Linked DNA regions of Zea mays: region 1 is linked to region 2. The links are chromatin contacts, called in public Hi-C maps. All regions are on one chromosome and are shown on one strand. The core of a region is the stretch at or near the end of the contact, and the rest is flanking DNA. Distances in the headings are between cores, read along the strand shown.

What was found. A called contact is a pair of places that touch in the nucleus more often than the background predicts.
Region 1: a Hi-C map of tassel shows a contact between it and region 2, with 2.1 times the contacts expected there. The contact joins the promoter of LOC100383411 here to the enhancer-like site in region 2. A contact is called at or near these places in 1 of 25 Hi-C or Micro-C datasets (tassel) and 1 of 3 datasets of contacts at active chromatin or transcription factors (leaf).

The regions. Positions count from the first base shown.
Region 1 is chr1:268,817,950-268,821,656 of Zm-B73-REFERENCE-NAM-5.0, reverse strand. LOC100383411 reads right to left here and starts at 2,209. Exons shown (of 21, transcript NM_001362081.1): 1 at 2,078-2,209; 2 at 1,194-1,313; 3 at 951-1,049; 4 at 607-744; 5 at 369-503; 6 at 112-291; 7 at 1-14. The coding sequence starts at 2,131.
Region 2 is chr1:268,607,215-268,611,151 of Zm-B73-REFERENCE-NAM-5.0, reverse strand. LOC100382366 reads right to left here. Exons shown (of 4, transcript NM_001175111.1): 4 at 3,492-3,937. The coding sequence ends at 3,687. Among protein-coding and RNA genes, the nearest start is that of LOC100382366, 9.1 kb to the right of the region's middle. Within about 2 kb of position 1,976, at least 18 of the 20 cell types and tissues checked have an H3K27ac peak or open chromatin away from gene starts, as enhancers often do. A contact at or near this core is called in leaf and tassel, where this site is marked.

The DNA.
Region 1 (3,707 bases), core at 960-3,459, 210 kb before region 2:
ATGGCTGTCAATACCTGCATCAATCATCACATGATAATTAACACAATAATTTAGTGATGATTCAAACAGATAACATCAGGCATGAGTGTATATGAGAAATTTTAATCGTGCCTTCTGGAAATGGCCAACTTGATTCGTGGAGTCAACAAGATGCGCAGCCTTCCCAAAGAAAGTGTGGACACCAGTTGCTATCACAACAGCCTCAATTTCACCCTGCTTGACAGTCGAACCAGAGTAGGCACCATCACCAGGACCTTTGGTGACTGGCAACGATTCTCCAGTTAGCGAAGACTACAATAAGAGACGAGACAAAAAATGTGAGATCAAGAGATAAAGTGTGAAAGTGACTAAATGTCAGGCATAAGGACCTGATCGATCTTCAAGGGATCTCCATCAAGGAGCCGAGCATCTGCAGGGATGATATCTCCAAGTTTAATGCTGATTACATCCCCAGGCACAAGGACGGCTGCCTCTTCCTCGGCCCAACGGCCATCACGAAGCACCTAGCCACCAGCAAGAAACATCGGTTCCAATTTCAAATAGGCACTGCAAAGATGATGCATGGAAAATACAGTGAAATGTAAGACTAAATGGATAATTAAGGACCTTGGCTTTCGGCGCAAGGCGGGCCATAAGCGCAGCAGCAGCATTCCCAGCATTATTTTCCTCTATGAAACTGATAGTTGAGTTGATAAGCAGCAGTGTGATGATACCAACGAAATCCTGCCAGTCTGGTGGCTTTCCCTGATGACAGCGAATATATCATCGCCAGTCACTAAAAACAAAAGGCAATAACAAACTTATGGCTTGTTTGTTTTGCTCTCAATCCATGTGGATTGAGTGGTTTTAAAATCCCAAACAAGTCAAAATCTTTTATATTTTTTTTTCAATCTCATCCAATCCACGTGAGATAGAAAGACCTTAATTGGATTTTTAACAATATTTCTTACCCCACCATTGGCCAGTGCGATGGCCATGATAGCTGCAGCCTCCATGACCCATGACAGTGGGTTCCACATGAATCCCAGAAACTTGAGAAATTTGCTCTCCTGCAGCCATGGCCAGTTTAACTGAATGTGACATATGAAGCAGCTACATAGAGAAGTGAATAATCATGCTAATCACTCCGACAATCTGGAAGAACAGAATCTTTCCCAAGAAGACCGAATGCAAAGGGACTAGAAAAACCTGACCTCCTTCTCTTCGAGCTTGTTGGGGCCAAATAATTGCAGGCGTTGCTGCGCCTGCTCGGAAGTGAGCCCCCCACGACTGCATCTCAGATTCTCAAAAACTTCCTCAAGTGGGATGTTCTCCTACAAAATAATTGTAATAAAACGAACAAATTCTGTTATCTGGGGAAAAGGGCAGACAATTTGATCACCATGACGCACATCAAAATAAACGAGAGAAACTATAATGCTAAGTGCCCATTTGCAACCCGCTATTGCTACCAACCAAACCAAGGGTCCAAGGTACGATTGCCGATAGAACAAAACTTGCATGCAGATTATTTAACCAAATAGAAAAATGGGATGACGGAAATAATTAAGCAAGATGGTAGATGCCATTGCCAACAATCATCAAGCAAAGGGATATCATGATCAGAAGAGAGTAGAAAAGAAAGATGCTAACTTATTCATAGAAGCAAAAGGATGTCAAGATCAGAATGTGTGGCAAGAACATGGAAAAGAGCAATAAAGAACCTTATTACAGGGTCGTCACCTAGAATTCTGATAATGATATTCACATATACTTCCTCCTTATTTATTTGTGGTAGTTTAGTTCAAAAATAAACTAGCGAGCGGTAAATAGAAAAGAACGGAGGTAGAAATCATCCCGATTCTGCCTCCCAGCGCACCAGCAGAACAAGGACTAGCAACCCAAGCCTCTTACATTTCCATGCAACCCATGAGTAAGCAACGAAGTACTAACGCAGGAATCCGAGAACATAGTATAACAGAAGGATTGTACACCAACGCAATAACCAAGAAATCCAAGAACCAGCAAATATGCCCAACGGCAGCGTTGTCCCACCAAGAACCGTCCCAACCCCAACAAGAGGAAGGCCAGCAGTTACCAAGTCGACGGCCTCCTTGAGGACGGCGTCCAGGGTCCCCTCATTGTCGGCCATGGAGACACCCCTCTGATCTGATGATCTCCCCCGCACCACTGCACCAGCAACTCCCTCTGACGGTCTGACCTCTGCACTGTGCTCGGTAGCTCCCCCAGTCCCCCTTAAAAGCCACAGAAGATCCTGTTGCAGCGTAAAACCACTTTTCTCCAACCTGATTCTTGCTTTTACCTACTCGTACCCTCTTGCACATTCCCTTATTAATTTCATTTTTTTTTCTCAAACTCCAATTCTTGTTGCTTTCTTCCGCCTTCTTCTCTTCTTCTCCTCGAGCTGTCTCTTGCGCGCCGCGTGGAAACCCCACTCTCTAGTCTCTACCCCAGCCGCTATCCGCCGCTCCAGAGGTTTCGTGACTTTCGTCAGTCGTCACTCACACTGTGCACCGAAAACCGCTCCGTTTACAATGCTCTGGAATCCCGCATAAAAGTATATAATATGCTACCAAGATTATCTCACACCACGATAGAAAATACTAGCTAAATAGCTTGTTAAGCTAAATTTTAGCTACTTAATAGTAAAATAGTTCTACAACAGATTAACTATTTAACTTATCAATCTATCCGGCTCTCTAAATTAACTTATTCACTAACCAAACTTGGCTAACAAATCTCACTATCCAAACAAACTTGTATGTTGAAGAGTCTGTTCGAATAAAATATTATATAAATTTTATAGAGAGATAAATAAAAAGTTAAATAGAAAGTCTAAATAAAGAGTATCTTAGAGATAATCTTAGTCATTCAGTTATATAAATTGTTTAAACAAAAGAAGGAAAAACAAAACCAAAAGAAGAAAAATATGTTGCTGTTGCCCTACTTAGAGATGGGGTCGGTTCCGAACTTTTGATCGCACCTGTGAAAAACCGCATAGGATCAAATTAATCCAAACTTTTAAGTTTTGAGTCATACGTAGATCTCTACTATACTTAAAACACCAGTTTTAACGGTCATCTTTTCATAAAAAACTCGCTAAATTAACTCAGCATAAAATATTAAAAACGGTGCAGGAGGTGGGTTATGTTAATCTCTACTATACTTAAAACACCAGTTTCAACTGTCATCTTTTTACAAAAAACTCCCTACATTTCTTCTAAATTAACTCAGCGTAAAATGTTAAAAACGGTATAGGGGTGGGTTATGTTAAAAAGCGATGCAAGAGTTAGGGTTTGAACTCACACCTTGATGGAAGAAGGGTGGAAGACACTAGACAAAGTTGTCTAACCAGTAGAACATTATGCTCAGGTGTTTATAATAATGAATATAAATTGTACATATGTATATATGATTGTTTGTAAAATAAAAAAAATCGTGTCGGGTCGGGCCAGCACTACGGCTCGAGACTACGGCCCAAGCATTGCACGTCGCTCCTGCCGAGTTGGTCCAGACACTATTAAATGAGTCGTGTCTCGGACTAGCTCGTCAGACACGGTCCATCTGACCATCTATACCTCCGCACAATAATGATGGTCCTCGCCTCAGTTGCCACCATCTCGGTCGCCATTCTACTTATTTTCTCTCTTCCCTTATGCCTCCAACTCCGTACGACCCCATTCTCGGCAGAGGGCGTAGGAGCATGT
Region 2 (3,937 bases), core at 727-3,226:
GTTTCCGAAGTTACCGTTTTCGATTTTGTTTCTGATAAAAAAATATGAAAATGGTAATGGTTTTAGTGTTTACCGGTTGTCGGGGACCATAATTAGGGGTACCCTCAAGGCTCCTAATTCTCAGCTGGTAACCCCCATCAGCACAAAGCTGCGAAGGCTTGATGGGTGCGACTAAGTCAAGGATCGGTCCATTCGAGGGACTCGATCACGCCTCACCGGGCCCAGCCTCGGGCAAGGGCAGCCGACCCCGGAGGATCTACGTCTCGCCCGAGGCCCCCTCCAGCAACGGACATACTTTCGGCTCGCCCGAGGCCCAGCCTTCACCAAGAAGCAACCTTGGCCAAATCGCTGCGCCAACCGACCAAATCGCAGGGGCATTTAATGTGAAGGTGGCCTGACACCTTTATCCTGACGCACGCCCTCCAGTCGACAGAGCCAAGTGACCGTAGTCACTTCGCCGCTCCACTGACCGGTCTGACAAGAGGACAGCGTCGCCTGCGCCACTCCGACTGTTGTGCCGCTCGACAGAGTGAGGCTGACAGCAGCCAGGCCCGGCCTCAGGCGCCATAGGAAACTCCGCTTCGCCCGACCCTAGGGCTCGGACTCAGCCCTGGCCTTAGCCGACGGTCTCCGCCTCGCCCGACCCAGGGGCTCGGACTCGACCTCAGCCTCGGAAGACAGACTCGACCTCGACCTCGGAGGAGCCTCCACATCGCCCAACCCAGGGCACGAACCGACCACGTCAACAGGAGGCGCCATCATTACCCTACCCCAAGCTGACTCAGGCTACGGGGAACAAGATCGGCGTCCCATCTGGCTCGCTCCGCCAGACAAGTAATGATGGCGCCCCGCACGCTCTATGACGACGGCGGCTCTCAGCCCCCTTACGGAAGCAAGAGGACGTCAGCAAGGACTCGACAGCCCCGACAGCTGTCCTTCCGCCAGGCTCCGGCGCTCCTCCGACGGGCACGACACCACACGAACCGGGTGCCAAAACCTCTCCGGCTGCCACGATGGCATGTACTTAGGGCGCTAGCTCTCCTCCGCTAGACATGTTAGCACACTGCTACACCCCCATTGTACACCTGGATCCTTTCCTTGCGCCTATAAAAGGAAGGATCAGGGCCCTCTTACAGAGGGTTGGCCGCGCGGGGAAGGACGGGACGGGCGCTCGCGTGAGGCCGCTCGCTCTCTCCCGCGTGGACGCTTGTAACCCCCTACTGCAAGCGCACCCGACCTGGGCGCGGGACAAACACGAAGGCCGCGGGATTTCTACCTCTCACACCCGTCTCCTCTTCGGCTGCCTCCCCCTTCGCGCTCCGTCTCGCGCTGACCCATCTGGGCTGGGGCACGCGGCGACAGTTTACTTGTCGGTCCAGGGACCCCCGGGTTTCGAAACGCCGACACCGGTGTTTCCGATCGTTTTCATCCCTAGGCATCGGAAACCAAACAGGCTGATGAATTCCAGAGAAACCATACATAAATTTTTATAGGAACAAGTTTATTTTCACATAAGAAACACGGGTCCGCATTGTTCACAGAAGGACACTACCGATTGAGATGGATGCGGTGACGAACCTGATTCCCTCGTCCATCTTCGAATCGGATCGACACAGATACTGCTTGGCCGTTGCTGATGGCTGCTACTTCTATGCAGTAGCGTTGTCCTTTCCCCCCTATTCTTTCGAGTTTTGATAAAGACGTCTGCTATACATTGTCGTTGTGGCTGCGTCCATTCGGATCGTACTGCTGCGTATTGTCGGAACTCGCAACGTGCTAGTATGTGCAGTGGACTACTCGGATCGCAGTGTCATCATCGCTATCGCCTTTCCCCCTGTGTATCGTATGGCCCAGTGATTCCCTGCTTGTTTCCTCCTGCGGTGTCTGTTGCGGCCTGAAAGGTATAGCGACGTCCGTACCGCAACTAACAAGGCTAATGAATGCAAGCACGGTGTGTGGGTGTAGGGGAGGATAACAACTTGTGTCCAATAGAACAAGCCCGCCCTGAAAATACTGTCGGGCCTGATTCTATGGGCCGAGTCGCTGTGATATGTTTTGGGTCTCAGGCATTTTGGCTCAAGCCACGTTGTATCGAAGGAAAAGCCTTTAGACGAACTGGCGTTCTCTTCTGTAGGCTGAAGGACTACTTAATTCTTGACTTTTGATCAGACATGTTTTTCTAGCCTTTTTAAATCTGTTTTTAAAGATAACATATGTGAGCTGTCTGATCAAATCGACAAATCCTACCAAAACGCTAGCTATATTGACACGACCACGCGCGAGCCAAAAGATAAATCATAATTGCTTCGTGTCGCTGTCGTCGAGAACATGCGCCTCAGCCCGACCTACGACCTGTTGCGGCTCACGTGGGGCACAGGCGAATCGGTCCTAAATATCCGAATTATTTAATAAATTTAATATTTTAACATATATATATATATATAATTTAATAAACTTTAGTCATATTGTCAAGCATATTATTTAAGGACAAGAATAAACCTGTGCACAATGTTTTTTTACATTATTTTCCCATACAAGAAAAAAAAGTGAAAAACATCTAAATCCGAATCACATTCATATCCGAAATTTGTATCAATTATTTAAAAAATATATAGAACGAATTTGAAAATTACTTTTTATGAATCTCAATAAACTCAATATAAAAAACAAAAATATAAATTTACATAACAAATTTTATATCCTATTTGCTCGCATTCGAATAAAGACAATTTAACATGAATAAGTATCTAAATCCATTCCGAAGACAAACAACGCCAAAGTTTAGACTGGTAGCAGCGGTGGCCTGTATGTCGTCCTGGACCTGTAGAATACCGGATCTAAGAATAAAAAACGTCTGCAGTGGTACCCGGTACTTCGTTCCGTATTATCCAGGGGGCGGCTCCATCCCGCAGATATGGAGGACGAGGGAGCATCCGGCAAGTCCTAGCTCCCGGCTCCTCTCGTTTGCGTGACTGGGCATGGGCCCGTATGACATAGAGGATACGCCGTACAGGATACCGCTGCGGATAAAATTTATTTAAGGGGAAAACTCTTTTGGAGGAATCTCTAAATTAGTATTTAGGGGATGCAATATACAGGCTAACGTTGCTACCAGTCTTAAAGAAGGCAAACAACCAGGCAAGCCTCCAAACAATAGTCAACTGTACATCAAATCAATATAGGACAGCGGTGAGACTCCATGAAGGCAGAAGTCCGACAATTTCAATTGGAGCTGGAGCCATCAAGGCACCAACCATTCGTCTCCCGTAGTACCAGCGGTTCGGATTGGTAGGCGTTGCAACAAAAAAAAACACTTCGAGGCCAACGAACAGGTCAACAATCACCTCCAAATGCTGCAAAGGTCCGATAGAACATACTAGTAAGTAGCAGCCTGATGCGACGACAAAATCTGGTGGCGGCATCGACACCTCTAGCAGAGTATATAATAATTAAGAAATAAGGGCATATTAACACAAAAAAAAACGTAACTTAGAAAACGAATATGACCTGAAACTACTTTCCCAGAGTATTTCCTCAATACCGACCGACCATATGCAGTCACTCGAGCAGCAAAAAGACTCACGGATGGGACCAACGGTGACGTAATAACAGGCTAAGTTAGTTCTATAATAACAAAATGGCACGACTCACTCGCTCCTCATTATCAAACAGAACAGTCAGCGAAGCTAGGCGTTTGCGCCCAGCTCAACACTCCCAGGATGATGCCCCTGTGCACCTCCACCATGGCTGTTGTAGTAAGAGTTGCCACCGCCGGAGCGACCACCCCGGCCTCTGTTGTAGTTCCTCGGCTGGTAGTATCCAGATTCGTAGTAGTACCCGCCAGCACCGCCACGACCATTCTGGTATCCACCACGGCCATTCTGGTACCCGCCACCTCGGCCACCACGTCCTCCACGACCATTAGGATAGCCTCTCC